Regions from separate parts of the Sus scrofa genome. Here region 2 is linked to region 1. A link is a contact called in public promoter capture Hi-C data. All regions are on one chromosome and are shown on one strand. The core of a region is the stretch at or near the end of the contact, and the rest is flanking DNA. Distances in the headings are between cores, read along the strand shown. Region 1 overlaps C3H7orf50. Region 2 holds the start of LOC102162791.

Region 1 (7,761 bases), core at 2,992-5,491:
CCTCACCCCCGGTGCCCTCCTCGCCCCCTCCTCGCCCCCACTGCCTCCTCGCCACCGTCGTCCCCACAGTCTCATCCCCGCTGTCACCTGCATCACCACCACCATCACAGCCACTCTAGGCATCGTCACTGCCGCCACCACTGGTGTCATCACCGTCACCACGCAGACCCCGCACCTCCCCCTAGAACTCGTCTTCTTTCCTGGAATCCTGGGGATGCAGCCAAGGCTGGGCTTTGAGCCTTGAGCCGGGTCCAGGAACAGGGTGGCTGGGCGCTCTCCAGGGGATCCCGGGAGAGCCGGCGGGGCAAAAGTGTTGCCCCGTGTGAACCCCGTGACAGGCAGGAAGGGCACCGTGGGGACGGGGGCGTCCCAGAGCCCTGTGTTCTATGAAGGGGTGATGCCCAGCCGCCCCTGGGCTCTGGATGAAGCAGAATCTTCTGGATTCCTGGAATGGCTGAGCCACCGAGGAGTCACGGGCAACCCGGGTTCCGCCCGCTCCCCCTTGGTAGACCTGGTGTCTCACCCAAGCCTGGTGACCCCACTGGGCCTGGCAGGGCTCACACCTGCTGGGCAGACCGGTGCCACCCCCGCCCCTCAGCCATAGCCAGAGCTGTGAACTGGTCCTTTGCTCTCTTGCAGTCCTTGGAGCGGCTGGACGTGTGCGACCTCCTGGGGCAGGGCGGGACCACCCTCCTGGGTGCACCTGGGCCCTGGAGAAGGGTCTCTGTGCGCCCCCCCTCACCGCACACCGCCCGGACCCCACCTACCTTCCCCGTCCCGGCGTTCCCATCTCCGCTTGGCACTGGCGCCCTGTGCTGCCCACTTCCTCTGCCCCCGACCCCGCCAGTCCAGGCTCTGCGTGGCCAGCGGGCTTCGTCCTGGTGTCCTCGGCCCCTGGGTGGGACGTGCAGGCCGGCGTGGTCCTCGGGGTCGAGGCTCCCAGCCTCCCCGGGCTTGTCCTCTCATCCTTGTGCCCTTCCGGGGGCGGGTGGCCCTTCCAGGAGGACTGATGCGGGCTCCAGGGGCTCCTGTGAGCCTCCTACGGTGAAGCGCGAGTGCCTTTGCTGCTCGTGCTGGGGGGGGGGGGGGCGCCTGGCCGAGGGCCCCGCAGGTGTGTGGCGGCGACACGTCGTCCCCGGCGTGGGGCCTCTGAGCCGCCCTCGGGCGGGGAAGGTTCTGGGCCTGGATGCCCTGCGCCCAGCCGGGGAAGGGCCCCCCCAGGCCAGTCGGCGCAGGCGCCCTCCTGCTCCTCGTGTCCCGGCGCTGAGACGTCCTGTCCTTGCTTCCCCAGCTGGGCCCAGAAGCGCGAGGACTGGAGGTTTCAGAAGACGAGGCAGACCTGGCTGCTGGTGCACATGTACGACAGGGACCAGGTGGGTGTGCTGGGGCGGGGGGCACCCTCGGGGCTCAGGTCGCCCAGTGGTGGGGTGGGCAGGCCCCATCCGGCACAGTGGCCTGGGCGCCCGGCCCCTCTGCGCCTGGCCTCCCTCTACCCCCGGCCCCTGGGCCCGGCCGCACAGCTCCTTCCTCGGCCCGTTCCTCTCGAGGCCCAGCCCCGGCTCGGATTACAAAGAGGCCGTGGCCGTGGCCCCCGGCCATCCTTACGGAGACGAAGCCCGGGCTCAGGAGGAACCCGCTTGGGGTGGGGTCGGAACCCTGCTGGGTTTGCCCGGTGGCCGGACTCTGAGCCCAGGAGGCTGCGGATGTGGCAGCACCGCCGGAAGCCCTGGAGGCCCGGCGGGGTGTGGGGCTGAGGCTGAGGCTGGGGGCCGGTCACCCCAGGCACTGCCGCGTGCGTCTCCCACACGCCGGCCTCAGCCAGGGCTCCACACCACGTGGCCACCACCAGCTCCGACCCTCGGTGACGTCCTGGTTGCGGGGGGACCCGTCGAGAATCACACTCGCCCGGCGTCTGCCCTCCCCCCGCCCCCCCAGCATCCTCTGGTCCGGATCGTTGCTCGTCCACTGACCCTCGTGGCCCTACCTGCTCCGAGAGGGCAGTTGTCGGGCCAGCGAGCTGGGTTGGGCCTGTCCACGCCCGGGTGGGGACATCTGTGATGGCTTGATGGTGACACCAATCACGTGACTCTGCTGGTGGCTTTTCTGTAACGTTACCGACTCCCCCGGGGACGAGCTCGCGTCTGTGGGGTCGCTGCCCTGTACTCATCAGCTCTCCTGTCCCTCTGTGGCCCTGTCTGGGTCAGTGTTGCTGTGATGCTGGCCAGATGGGGCTTTTCTGTGTCCTTTGTCGTGTCCCCGCCAAGGAAGAGCCTGGCTGCCTCCCTGTGGAGCCGCGCGGTACCCTCGTCAGCGTGGTCCCCTCCCCGGGTCCCCGCCGTCCTGCCACGTCCACTCTCCACTCGGCTCGGGGCACCCGCCCCTCCTCCCTGTGGTCCTCAGACATCTGTCCCCACGTCCCAGGCTGAGGGGACAGACCGTGAGGCGTCTGCAAGAGCCGCGGGCAGAGGCCTGGCCTCCCCACACCCCGGGTCTCCGTTCCCTGGACCCCTCTCTCCCAGGACTGAGGGCTTGGGGTGACAGCTGGCTAGACTGACCGCCCACCAAGCCACCTGCCCCTGCCAGAGCCCCTCTGCTGCCTGGTTGCCCCCGGCCACTCGAGACCACCTGGCGTGTGTCCTAGGGAGCTTTCAGTTTTGATGGAGTCTGATTTTCCCGTGTTTTCTTTGGTTGCTTGTGTGTTTGCGACATTGCCGAGAGGCCACTGCTGCCTGATCCGGGGCGGGGCGGTTTACCCCCGCTTTCTTCCAAGGGGTTTCTAGTTTCCGTCCTCACGTTCAGCCTCTGGTCGCCTCACAGTCGCTTCCGAATGTCGCGTGATCTTGGTGTCGCCAGCGCGAGGCCATGCTGTGGTCCCAGCAGCGTGGCCTGAGGACGGTGCTTCCGGAGTCCCCGTCGTGGCTCCGTGGAAACGGATCCGACTGGGAACCGTGAGGTTGCAGGTTTGATCCCTGGCCTCGCTCCGTGGGTGAAGGATCCGCCATTGCCGTGAGCTGTGGTGTAGGTCGCAGACGCGGCTCGGACCTGGCATTGCTGTGGCTCTGGCGTAGTCTGTCACCTGTAGCTCCGATGTGACCCCTAGCCCGGGAACCTCCACATCCCGCGGGTGCGGCCCTGAAAGGACAAAAAGCAAAAGAAGAAGACAGCTCTTCCCCCAGCGGGTGGTCTTGGCACCCAGCCCCTCCCCGCACCTGCGGTCCTTCTCCTCCGTCTGCCCTGCTGCGATGTGACCCCCCGGGAATGGGACTCGTCTGCTTCCGCTGACCCCCGGGCCCCCAGCCTGGCAGCCTGGACGACGGGGTACAGCAGGTGCCCTCTCAGAACCCGGCCTCCAGCGCTGCCCTGGGAGATGGGACTGCGTCTGGATGGGCAGCTGCGAGGGCGCGGTAGCCAGTGTGAGTGAGCCCCTGAGGGGGGTGAGCCCCTGAGGTCAGGGACGGGCTCACACGGCCCAGCCGGGCCGTCAGAAAACCTTGGGCTGCGGGCACCTGGCTGCCCATGGGTCTGGAGTGCTGGGAACTTTGCGTCCTCATTCAGCAGATGTTTCCTGGGGGCTCAGCAGGGTCAGGATGGGGCCGGGGTCCTGTGCTGCTCTGGCCCCGGCCTCTGTGGACAGAGGGGTCTCTGGCTCCTTCCTGGGAACCCAGAGAAGGGACAGTCCCCAGAGACGTTTGTTCTCGCTGTAAAACCGGTCGTGGCCTGGCTGCTCCTGGCGGGCCTGAGACCTGCCCGCCAGCCTGGGGCTCTCGGCGCCTCCCTCTCCGCCACCGCCCCCACCTAGAGAATGAAGGCGGCCCCTCGTCGCGTCAGGTGCCAACCTTAACCCGGAACCAACCAAAGACTTAGTGGCGAGAGCAGAGCGGAGCTCACGGTCTCCGTCCGGACCCAAAGCACCGTGACCCAGAAAACAGACCAGCAGGAAAACCTGAGCCGTGAAGCCACCGCCCGCAGGCTCCGGTCAGGGGCCGCCTCGGGGACGTTCAGAGAGCTCGTCTCCCTCGGGGTAAGGGCGCTGCAGAGCAGGCCGAGGCTCCGGCAGGAGCCTTTCGGCAAAGAAGACAGGTGAGAGCCGACCGCGGCAGAGGTCAGGGCCTCGGCGGAGGGCAGGACGCTGAGGTCAGGCCCAGGGCGAAGGTCGGGACCGCAGTCAGGTCAGGACTCGGCCTCCCACCCGCCAGGCGGCAGCTCCCTCTTGTTTCCCAGGTCTCGCCCTGAGAGCCGGGTACACGTTCAAGACGTCTCTCTTCCTGTGCGGCCCCGTTTCACCCACGTTGCTTGTGGTCTGTTGGTCTGTGTGACCTCTGGTTTCGAAATCAGAGACTTTGCTCCAACATCTGGTGCCCTGTGGGGCCCACGTGTCCTAGGGGGAGCCTCAAAGCCTGGCCGGCCCAGGGGCCCCCGGCTTCCGTGCGGCGTGGGCAGGGGCTGGGCCCAGCCCCCAGTGTCAGCTTCTCTGGGGCTTCTCTCTTGTATTTCTCAGATTCTAGAAGAGAAGCTTCTAGTCTTGCCGCAGAGCTGCCAACATCGGGGGGGGGGGGCGCCTCCAGCACACAGACCCTCTCGACGCCGGCTCCCCTTGGACTCGCCCGCCTGGAGCCCCGCACCCGCGGCCTCCGCGGCCCTCAGAGGGTTGGGCTCTGCACCCCAGCCGCTTAGTGAGTTTCTTGGAGCTGGGATTTGCACACCGTGACATCCACTGCTGTGACGAGCTCTGGCTTGTGGTGAGGTCCAGCGTCTCTGGGCTCTTCTAGCTGCTGGTGCTTTTGCTGTCGGAGCTGAGACCGAGGAATCCAAGGCCACAAAGATGTTCTCCCCTGGGTTTTATTTCCTAGATTCTAAGGGTCTTAGTTTTAGCTCTTTCTTCCAGGACTTGGATCCACTTTGAGTTAACTTTCGCACGTGGCGTGAGGGTCAGCTCGCTTTGCTCATGGACGTCCAGATGTCCCAACACCACCTGTTGAAAAGAGGACTCCCCCTTATCTGGCCTTGGCAGCCCTCAGAGGTCGCCTGGCCACGGACTCTCAGTCCTGTCCCTGGTCCGCGTGTGTGCGGACGCCTAGGGCTCCGCCGTCCTGACCGACGCAGCTTTCTAGTGGGTTTTGAAGTTCGTGTGTGTGGCTGCTGCTTTGGCCTCCCCGCAGCACAGGGAGCTCCCCAGCCAGGGATCAGATCCGAGCTGCAGTTGCGACCTAAGCCGCCCGTGTGGCAGTGCCAGATCCTTAACCGACCGCTGTGCCAGGCTAGGGATCAAACCAGTGCTCCCAAGATGCTGCCAATCTGGTGACGCCACAGCGGGGACTCTGCTCACTGCTTTTTCAGTGAACTTCCAGCCACCCGTTTTCAGCCCCGTCTTTATTCTCACTCCTGAAAGTGACTGCACAGCTGGTTCTGGAGCCCTGGGGGCAGCAGGGTCGGGGCGGTGGAGCCTGCAGCATAATCGGGGTTTCTCAGCTCAAGCCTCATCTTCCGCAGGCCTACTGACTCGTTTTCAGCCCCTAGACGTTGCCACCATTGTCTTTTTTCTCTTTGTCCTCAGAGCTCTATCTCTGTAAAAATCTATCTGCTTTTGGAGTTCCCATGTAGCTCAGTGGTTAACAAATCCGACTAGGAGCCATGAGGTTGCATGTTCGATCCCTGGCCTCGCTCCGTGGGTTAAGGATCTGCCGTTGCCATGAGCTGTGGTGTAGGTCGCAGATGCGGCTCGGATCCCGCGTTGCCCTGGCTCTGGCGCAGGCTGGTGGCTGCAGCTCCAATTCGACCCCTAGCCTGGGAAGCTCCATATGCTGTGGGTGTGGCCCTAAAAAAGACCAAAAAAAAAAAAAAAAAATCGATCTGCTTTCTGTTGTTTTGGTAGCTTTTCAGGAAGGCGTGAAAATTGATGTCTGCCAGCCTCTAGCACAAGCCAGAGCCTGGCACCTGGGGGAAACAGCAGCGGCTGGAAGAGGACACACGCGGCCAGCTGCCTGTTCCAGCTCCTGGCCCTGTGGTCCTGTGGTGACCGGGCAGGGGGTGCGGGTGCAGCTGAGCACACTGAACCCGGCTGGTCCCCCAGGCCGTCCGCACGGCCCCTGACCACACGTTCTCTCCCCTGCAGGTCTCCGAGGAGCACTTCCCCACGCTGCTGGCCTACCTGGAGGGGCTCCAGGGCCGGGCCCGTGAGCTGACTGTGCAGAAGGCCGAGGCGCTGATGCGGGAGCTGGACCAGGCGGGGGCCGGCGCGGAGGCCTCGCTGCTGGGGAAGACCCAGCGTGCCCGCCAGGTGCTGCAGCTGCTCTCCTAGGGGAGCTCGGGTGGGCCTGCGCCTCTCGGGCTCCAGGGGCGGGGTCCCCGGTCCCCCTGACCCCTGGCTCTCGGAAGGACTGCCTCTCGCTCCAGCTCAGCCAGCTCACCCCATAGGGATGGCGGCTGAGCCCCTTCACAGCGGAAGGCGCTCACTCAAACCACCTGGCCTCCCAGTGGCCCTCCAGCCCCCGAGGAGGGGCTTATTGGGGGACGTGTCTATTTTTCTACCAGGATGTCTTGGAGGCTGGCTGGCGTCAGCCCTTCCTGCCAGCTGTGTCCGTCCCTGTGTTCACCGAGGGCCTGGGCTGTGGCTCATGGGCCTTGCTGGCCAATTATAAGGGAAAGCTGAGTATTTTCAGTAAAAACTGGCCCCCAGAGGCCGTGCCTCTCCTGTGATTCGTTCTCTGCCTGTGGGTCGTGCGGGCGGATCGTGAGTGGCTGCCGGGGTGCAAAGAAGGGCAGATTGGCTGATCAAGAATGTAGCTGAGTTCCCTGGCAGCCAAATCAAAAAGGGAAGTGTGAGGAGTTCCCTGGTGGTGAAGCTGGTCCGGGATCTGGCGTTGTCAGTGCACCTGCTCAGGTCAGTGCAGTGGCGTGGGTTTGATCCCTGGCCTGAGAACATCCTGAGCTGCAGGAGCAGCCAAAAAAAAAAGGTGGTGGGAACGGGTCCTTGTTGCCTGTTCGTGGAAACGTTGAGGAGAGAGCCAGGCATCCTCCTCGTGGGCACTGGCCTGAGGCCTCCTTCCTCCCTGAGGCCCCATGGGATGCAGTGCTGTGCTCCGCAGCGGCCCTGGCATCACTGGGTGTGGGGCCAAGCTCTAGATCCAGGCAGTTCCTGGGGTCCCCGTGCCGGCCAGAGGGGGCGCTTTGATGAGCCCGGGTGAGTCCTTGTGGGAGGTCTGCCTGCAGGTCCCTGGTTCTCCCAGGTCGTCAGGGCCGCTGGGCTGGCAGCCCTGGGGGTGGCTGTCCTCCCCGTCAGCGCCCAGATGCCATCGGCAGGAGAGTGCTGGTCCCAAGAAGGACGGAAGGCAGGGGGGCCACGTAGGCTGACGCGGCGGGGCCGTCGCGGTGCCCCGGCCCGCGGGGCGGTTCCTGTGGGTTACTAACGCCGCTGGTGAGGCTGAGGAGCAGCCCCCAGAGGGCGGGTAGAGCCCCCCCTGTTGTAAAGGAGTCCGGACAGAGCTCGGCAGGTGTGGGCCGTGCCTTCCGGGGTGACTGCAGAGCCATCAGGCTCACCGACTGCCCCCTCGCCCCCCAAGGAAGCCGCTCTTGGGGCCAAGCAGCTGTAGGATTTATGGCTGAGAAGCGGGTGTTTCCTGTTGGCCCTCGACTGTGAGAAGTGGGGGCTCAGCAGCTGCTCCCCCCACGGTGCCCCTCCCTCCCAGCCCCAGGAGGGTCGTGTCCACTTTGGGTGAATTGTGTTGAGCGTGTACAGTCGGTCCTGTGACTTTTCAGGGACCG
Region 2 (7,761 bases), core at 2,186-4,685, 47 kb before region 1:
AGCTCCTGCGGGCGCCGTCCGCCCGCCACCCTGCGGCCCCGTCTGCTGCGACTCTGGTCTCCTGAGAGCCTTGGGCTGCGCCAGGAGGCCCTCAGCACACCCGCTCCTGACCTTGGGCGCGGCTTGTTCCTCGTGGGGGGCGAGGCCCAGCATACCTGCCGAGGCCCGGCGCCCCGGGTGCTGTGCCCGCTCCTCCTCTGAGCCCAAGCACACTGCCTGGTGTCCCCTTGGCTGCTCAGGACACTGTGTGTGTCGGGTGGGGTAGGGGTCCGTGCTCCTGTTTGCATTCGGCTGCCCCCAGCTCTCAGGCCCTGGTCTCGGGCTGGCTGTGCAGCGTCCCGTTTGCAGCACCTTGAAGCATCGTGCCAGCTTCAGTGTTTCCTTCCAAAGCCGAGTCCCAGAGGACTGCGCGGGTGCAGCACCCCATCTCGGCCGTGCTCTGTCTGGAGCCGTGAGGGCGCAGCGAGGGGCAGGCGGGGGCCTGCTGCAGGACGGGGGTCGAGTGGGCGGCTTGGAGGAAGGGGGACTGCAGATCTGGTGCTGTCGGAAAGCGGGGCCGGGCTCCTCAGGAGCAGGGGCGCCTTCTGACGCGGGGCGGCACCGGGGCTTTGGTGGCCACCGCTGCCCCCTCTGCACCAGCGAGCTTGTGTGCCAGGAGGAAAGGAACACGGCCTCCCGCAAGGCAAAGGGCCCTCTCCGCGTCCTGCGCCCCCCCAACCCCCCCCGCTTGTCCCCTCCCACAGCCGAGCCCTCCCCACCCCACCCCCGCACCCCAGGCCTTCAAGGTCCACACGGCTGGTGAGCTGCCCCCGCCCCCCGGTCCCCAGAGACACTAAAGGCCTGGCTTCTGTGAGCGGGCCGATGGACAGGCCCTGGTGTGGGGCGCTGGTCTCCACCGAGCGTCTTTGTGGCAAGGGGAGCCTGACACGGGCATTGGGCAGCTCCCTCTGCTCTCGGGAGCGTCCCCTGCCCTCATCAGAGTGGCGGCGGCGGTGGGGGGGATCGGTCGTGCTCAGCCCTCAGGGGGCCTCCAGGGCCCAGTCGACACCAGCGAATCCTGACAGGCTCTCTGCCTCCAACTCCGGACACGAAGCCACAGGTCTGCTCGTCTGAGCTGTGAGAAGGGCTAGCGGTCTGCCCGGTCACTCCAGCCCCAGGCGCGAGAAATAAACGGCATTTCACCTTTCGGTGGAACCAGTGTGGGGGTTCACAGACTGGTTTCCAGAGATAGCACAGCTCCCCTCTCCCAGCTGCTCGCATGGGCCTTATGCCAGCGGGCAGAAAGCGGGCGCGGGCAGGGGGCCGGGGGACCGCTCACCTGGCCGGCGGAGGGTCTGGCGCGGAGGGAGGGGCTCCGGCGCCCGCTCACGGCCCCTCGCTGGTCCGAGCTCCCTGGGAACAGGCGGCTGCGGAAGGAAAACGGGGATGTGCCCTTGAGCCTTCACCACACGCCGCGAGTTGGGCAGGCGGTGGTTTGGTCACGTGACCCCAGAGACCCGCCAGGCCTGGAAGGGGGGCGGTTCGTGCCGCAGACGGGACAGGGCGCCCGGCCCCGCGGTTTCCTGCAGACCCCCACGCCGCCGTCCTCAGGACGGTCCCGCCCAGAAAGCAGGCGACGCTGCCACTTAAAATAGGACCCGGGCCCCACGCCCAGCATGAGGGCAAGCGCTCCAACCCCTCCCGCCCAGGCCACCTCGAACGTCCCCTCGGGGCGCCCAGCCCCCCACGGGCGGGAGCTGGTGCTGGGGGGACGCTCCCTTGTCCCCCACGGCCCCTGCGCAGGCCAGGGTGTGGGATTCGTGGAGGACGGGGTCGGCCAAACCCCAGCGCTGGGGGCGGTCCTGCCCCCCCGCCCCCGACGTCCAGGAGAGTTCCTGCTGGGCGAAGGGGGGCTGGGGCCGGTGGCAGGAGCTTGCCTTCTGGCCTCCTGGCCTCCGCGGCGTCCCCAGACCGGCCCTGCCGGGAGACGCGTTTGGATCCCTCTGCTGCACACGGGGTCCCTGTCCCGCCGGGGTCCCTGTCCCGCCGTGCCCGCCCTGCTTCAGGCGAAAGAGGATGCGGGGACTTGCTGAGCCGCACCCAGCCCGTGCGTCCCGCCTCTGTCACAGCCCGGCTCTCGGCACGAGCGCTGCTCTCCTCTGGGCCCCGAGCCCACCTGCTCTGGGCTGGGCTTGGGGCCAGGAGACAGGGCTCCCTGGATGGCGTGGGTGGCCTCCCTCTTGGCCCGTGACGTCCCCGCCGTTGCCCGTCGCCTAGATTGTGCATGTGAACGCAGGGAGGGCGCCTTGGGCCTGGGGACACAGCGGGGCCCAGCTGGCCCACACAGTCCTGCGTCATCGAGACAGTCACGCCCCAGGCCCCTGCCCGTTTCCTGGCTCCCCTGAGTGTCCGCAGCCCCATGTGGAGGTGGCCGGGGCCAGCCCGTCGCGGGGAACGGGGGCCCCTCCCCCACACCCGCCTTTCCCAGGACACTCTGTTCTGTGCTAAGCCCACATGGGCTGTGCCCTCGGGCACGGCCCAGTGCCGCCGCCGCCCTCCCCAGGGGCCCCCTCCGCGCAAGAGCTGGGACACCCGCCAGAGAGCCGACTTGGGGTGTGTGAATGGCGGCGAGTGTGCACCGCGGCTGTTCCCCCGGGGCCTAAAGGGGACGACGCCGGGACACCGCCGGAGCCTTGCACGCGCTCCGCGGCGCGGTTGCACTTCTGTGAGGCTCCCGGGCGGCTGCTGGGGGTGGGTAGGGGGTGAGGAGGCGTTTGTGTCACTTCCTGTCCTGACTTTTGTCGCTTACGTGTCACTGTTGACACCTGTTTGTGTTCAGCAGCAGCTTTGAGTCGTCTCTGTGTGTTCCGTCCAGCTCCCCTGTTTTGAAAATACGCTTCGGGGGGGTTCAGTAAAGTCAGAGCCGCGCGGGGAACCCTGGCCGCCCGTCTGGACTGGCGAACGGCGTGCTCCCGAGCCCTGGCGGACGCGGTTGCTCCCCCCGGGTAGGGGGCTCAGGCTCCCTGTGGGCTGGGTACGTGGCAGCCCTCTGCCAGGCCCTCCCAGGCCTTTTTCCTGTTGGGGTGTCACTGGCCGCGAGACCACCCGGGTGAGAAAGTCAGAGGATGTTTAGCCCAAGAGCCGGCAAGGCAGGCGTGACTGGCGGCCCAGCGGAAGGGGCTTGGAGGATGGCCGGGAGGCGGCCGGCGGAGCACCGGGGGCCGGGGGCCTGGGCGCGGGAGCAGAGGGTCCCAGGGGTGCCGGTCACGGGTCTGCGCTTCCGAGACTGCTGGTGAACGAGGAGCTGTGGGAACCTGGGTGGGCCCCGGTGCAGCTCGGGGAGCTGCTGGGTCCCGGCTCCTCTGCTCCTGCCTACGCCTTCCCCCATCCTCTGGGCCCTGCTCTGTCCCCCCCAAACCTCCCCGCCCTGCTCTGTGTCCCCCCCATCCTCTGGGCCCTGCTCTGTGTCCCCCCCAAACCTCCCCGCCCTGCTCTGTGTCCCCCCATCCTCTGGGCCCTGCTCTGTGTCCCCCAACCCCCCCTTGCGGGCTGCGAGCCTGCGGGAGCCCCACTGCTTCAGCCTAAGGCCGCTTTAGGAGCCGGGCTCCCCCTCAGCGGCCTCCGCTCCCGCGCAGACCGAGAGCATCGGCAGCCACTGGGGGGCGCCCCGTGAGCGCGCCTGCCCCGGCGGCGGGGCCTTCCCGAGTCGCCCTCACCCTGCTTGGAACCTGGAAGCGCGCAGCCTGGGGGTGGGGGGCGTCGCATCTCCCGGTTCTGAGGCGGGGCTTCCAGGCGCCTGGCCCGCTCCTCCTGCCCCGCCGGGCGGGCTTCTAGGCGGCCCGCGGGAGGCACAGCTGCGTGAGCAGTCCCCGCAGGGCGCAAGGTCCCATCGCAGGTCCCCCGCTGCGCCCCCCCCCCGCCTCCCCCCCGCCGCCCCCCGCCCAGCCCCGCGGGAGGGCGGTCGGGCCCGGGGCGCTGGCACCTGAGCTGCACACGTGATTCCCTTCAGGGTAAGCAGGCCCTGCGTCAGGGGTGCGGGGTGGGTGGGAGCCGACGGTGCTCCCGCCGTCAGCACTTCCCAGTGCCTGGTGCTCCAGAGGAGGACGGGGCACAGAGAGGCTCAGAACTCGCCCCAGGTCACACAGCAGGGTGCTCCGGGGACCGCGCTGGCCCGACGCACCTGCTTCACATGAAAACCGGGACACGGGACCTGCCCCGTGGTTCTCGGAGACCCCGACACTTTCGTGCCCCCTGGAGACTTGGGTGCACTTTTGGGCATCTCCCAGGGTCCAGCTGAAGTAGGTGCGAATTCCAGTGAGTTAACCCTTCACTGAGACAAAGCCGTGGTCAGTGCTGTCGTGGGCGTGACGGCCACAGAGCACCTGTGATGGTGGCGGGACAGCGGTTCAGGCCCATAAGGCAGCTGCTGAGTCCCCAGAACGGCGCTGGGGACTGTCCTTTTCTCTCTCTCTTGTTTTGTTCTGTTTTGTTTTGTATTTTTAGGGCCGCTCCTGCGGCATATGGAGGTTCCCAGGCTCGGGGTGTGATGGCAGCCAAAGCTGCCGGCCTTCGCCAGAGCCACAGCAATGCCAGATCCGAGCCACATCTGCCACCTACACCACAGCCCCTGGCAAGGCTGGATCCTTAACCCACTGAGCGAGGCCAGGGATCAAACCTACATCCTCATGGATCCTCTTCGGGTTTGTTCACCTCTGAGCCACGACGGGAACTCATGTTTTTCTTCTTTTTTGCCCGTTTCGCAGCACATGGAATTCCCTGGGCCAGGGATCATATCCAAGCCGCAGTTGCAAGGTACACCTAAGCCACAGCTGTGGCAATACCAGATCCTTAACCCCCTGTGCCAGGCCAGGCATCGAACCTGCCTCACAGCACTCCCGAGATGCCTTCAACCCTTGTGCCACAGCGGGAACTCAGGCTTGTCCCACTGACAAGGGAGAGGAGGTCTCACCTCCAGGGCCACCGAGAACCACCTGGAGTCAGACAAAGCCCCGGCTGGAGCCCACCACCCGCAGCCGCTCTGGGGGGCCCCGCTCGCAGGAACCAGCCGTGGTCACAGACACCCCAAATGCCCATCACCAATAGAGCAGATGGGTAAACTGTGCCAGAGTCAAGCCACCACATCCCCGGTGGCAGTGAAAATGCACAGGCCCCCACCATCAGCCTTGTCGGGAGCAGCTCGGCTGTGGAGGGACGGATGCCTGGCCCGGCAGGCCAGCCACCTCTGTGTCACCTGTGCAGACCAGGTCCTCCTGAGCCCTTGCCCCAGAGCCAGGCGCCCTCCTCCTGCTGGTCCGCGGGGACGTGGCGGAACTGCATTCATTTCCGACCCCCAGCTCCTGGAAGACCTTGGCGCTCCAGGCTGGAGGCGGCTGAGCCCGAGGGAGGCTGCAGGGTTGCTCTTGGGCGCGAGGAGCCCAGGGGAGGGGCCGAAGGGGTGGCGCTGGCCCTGGGGCGAGTTTGCTTCCTGCTGTCCGCGTGTCCGCTGGGCCCCGGCAGGGGGTCCCTGGCCTCCCCCACCTGCTGACAGAGGAGCTTCCCCACGGGGCGGAGGCCGAGGGCTGGCACTCGGCGGTGCCGACGGCGGCTGCGCGAGGTGCCAGTGGGGCGGCCGGCGCCGCTTGGGGCGGACGTACTCGGCCAGTCGGGTCTCCTGAGGGCCCGGCGGGGACGCCGCCACCGGAGGCCGCTACCAAGGGGCCGGCTCTGGCTCCGGGCGAGGCGCAGGCTCCCGGGAGGTGATAGGCAGCCGGGGGTCGGGGGGATGCAGGGCTCCTCCGATGCGCTCGTCCGAGCTCTGCATTCGGGCCCTTGACGAAAAGGGAAACCTCTGAAGCTTCTCCCACGAGGAACCACCTTCCTTAGCCCGCTGGCAGCTGCGGTTTGGATGGTTTGGATCTGTGTCCTGGGCGGTGGCGGCAGCGCGGGCGGCGTGCCAGGGCTGCGGGCAGGGACACGCGCATGTCTGCGCACACGGGAGCTTCTCGCTGAGCGCACGCGAGCGTGTTGACTGCATTCCGCCCCTCGACGGTTCACTGTCGGGTTCGTTTTCCACGTCTCTCGGGTGCTTGCTGTGAGCAAAGCGGCGTCAGCCACGGGGGGAGATCGGCCCCTCATGCACCCCCCCCCCCCCGTCCCCACAGGCGCCCTGAGGGGGGCCGGTCCGTGTCCGACCCGTGCGGAGCAGGCCTGGCCGCTGTCACCGTCTAAACCGCTGCTGGTAGAGAGGCGGGTGTGCGGGGCCCGTCCACTCGGGCTCCTTGACAGACAGCTGGCCCTCGGACAGCTGGGGTTCGTCCACGCGGGATTCACGGTCGGCACCCCCCTCCCCAAGGTTCCCGAACGCCGGACACGAAACGCGCGGAAGGGCCTGCCTGGCTCCGGGTCAGCTCCGATGCGCACGGAGGAAGCGGAAAATGCTGGGGTTACGGCACGACAGGAAAGAGCCACTTATGACCCTTTCTGAGCTGTTTTCTGAGAGGTCACCCACCCCGGGAAATGCGCACGGAAAGCTTCGGAAGTCGGGTCATAAGTCTCAGGTGATTTAATCGTCGGTGTGCGGGGTTTTCCTCAGCAGGTTCTTAGATTCATTGGGAGAACCTGAGCTGGGCAGGCAGCGGTTGAACTCGTTCGTAATTAGCCCCCAAATTTCCCAGCTGGTTTTAAATTCAAGAACTTGACATAGAATTTAACTTCTGGTTTTTTGTTAGGTCTTGTTTTGCTTTTTGCTTTTGAGGGCCACGCCTGCAGCATATGGAAGTTCCCAGGCTAGGGCTCGAATCTGAGCTACAGCTGCCAGCCTCCACCACAGCCACAGCCACAGCCACAGCCACAGCCACAGCCACAGCCACGCGGGATCCAGGCCGCGTCTGGGACCTACCCCACAGCGCACGGCAACGCCGGATCCTTAACCTACTGAGCGAGGCCAGGGATCCGTCTCACAACCTCCTGGATCCTAGTCGGGTTCCTTAACTGCTGAGTCACAAAGGGAACTCCCGTAATTAAACTGCTTAATGACTTATTCCTGTCTTGTCCTTGGTCAGGTGCTTTTTATAAAGGTACAAAGTTTGATTTCTTGATGTCTCTGCCACAGTTAGCAGCAGACCCGGTTTCCTGCAGTAAGTTTTATAACCTTCATGAAGATTAAACTCTCACCTTTGGGGTCTTAAGTGATGAAGCTTGGCAAAAGGTAGATGAGCTTTTGTCTGTTAACAAAAGCAGGGTCGTTGACTTTAAAATTACAGTCAAGGCGGAGGCGTTCCCGTCGTGGCGCAGTGGTAACGAACCCAGCTAGTCTCCATGAGGACGCGGGTTCCATCCCTGGCCTCGCTCCGTGGGTTAAGGATCTGGCATTGCCGTGAGCTGTGGTGTAGGTCGCAGCTGCAGCTCTGATTAGACCCCTAGCCTGGAAACCTCCATGTGCCACAGGTACAGCCTTAAAAAAAAAAAAGATACTAAAAAATTATAGTCAAGAAGTGTCAGTAATAGAATTAACAACCTTGGAACATTAGGTGAAATTTACATCCTGGTATCTTGGGAACACACTTGAGAAATACAGGATTGGTCAATTTAAAAAACAAGGTTTTGTGTGTGTGTGTGTGTGTGTGTGTGTGTGTGTGTGTGTGTGTGTGTGTGTGTGTTTGCCATTTCTTGGGCCCCTCCCACAGCATATGGAGGTTCCCAGGCTAGGGGGCGAATCGGAGCTGCAGCCGCCGGCCTACGCCAGAGCCACAGCAACGCGGGATCCGAGCCGCGTCTGCGACC

Evidence for each region. Promoter capture Hi-C pulls out the DNA fragments that hold promoters and counts their contacts.
Region 2: a promoter capture Hi-C map of fetal liver shows a contact between it and region 1, with 2.0 times the contacts expected there. The contact joins the promoter of LOC102162791 here to the enhancer-like site in region 1. A contact is called at or near these places in 3 of 5 promoter capture datasets (fetal liver and liver), 9 of 47 Hi-C or Micro-C datasets (embryonic fibroblasts, fetal skeletal muscle, liver and 3 more) and 1 of 2 datasets of contacts at active chromatin or transcription factors (skeletal muscle).

Annotation. Positions count from the first base shown.
Region 1 is chr3:649,636-657,396 of Sscrofa11.1, reverse strand. C3H7orf50 reads left to right here. Exons shown (of 5, transcript XM_013987679.2): 4 at 1,292-1,373; 5 at 6,113-6,696. The coding sequence ends at 6,298. Among named protein-coding and RNA genes, the nearest start is that of MIR339-1, 13 kb to the left of the region's middle. Within about 2 kb of position 4,241, at least 8 of the 83 cell types and tissues checked have an H3K27ac peak or open chromatin away from gene starts, as enhancers often do. A contact at or near this core is called in fetal liver and liver, where this site is marked.
Region 2 is chr3:695,412-703,172 of Sscrofa11.1, reverse strand. It overlaps LOC102162791, which reads right to left and starts at 3,435. Exons shown (of 4, transcript XM_013987681.2): 1 at 2,156-3,435; 2 at 1,917-2,036; 3 at 1,319-1,406. The coding sequence starts at 2,400. All of the region lies in intron 2 of C3H7orf50, which reads left to right. It overlaps GPR146 (probable G-protein coupled receptor 146), which reads right to left. Exons shown (of 2, transcript XM_021085947.1): 2 at 7,463-7,761.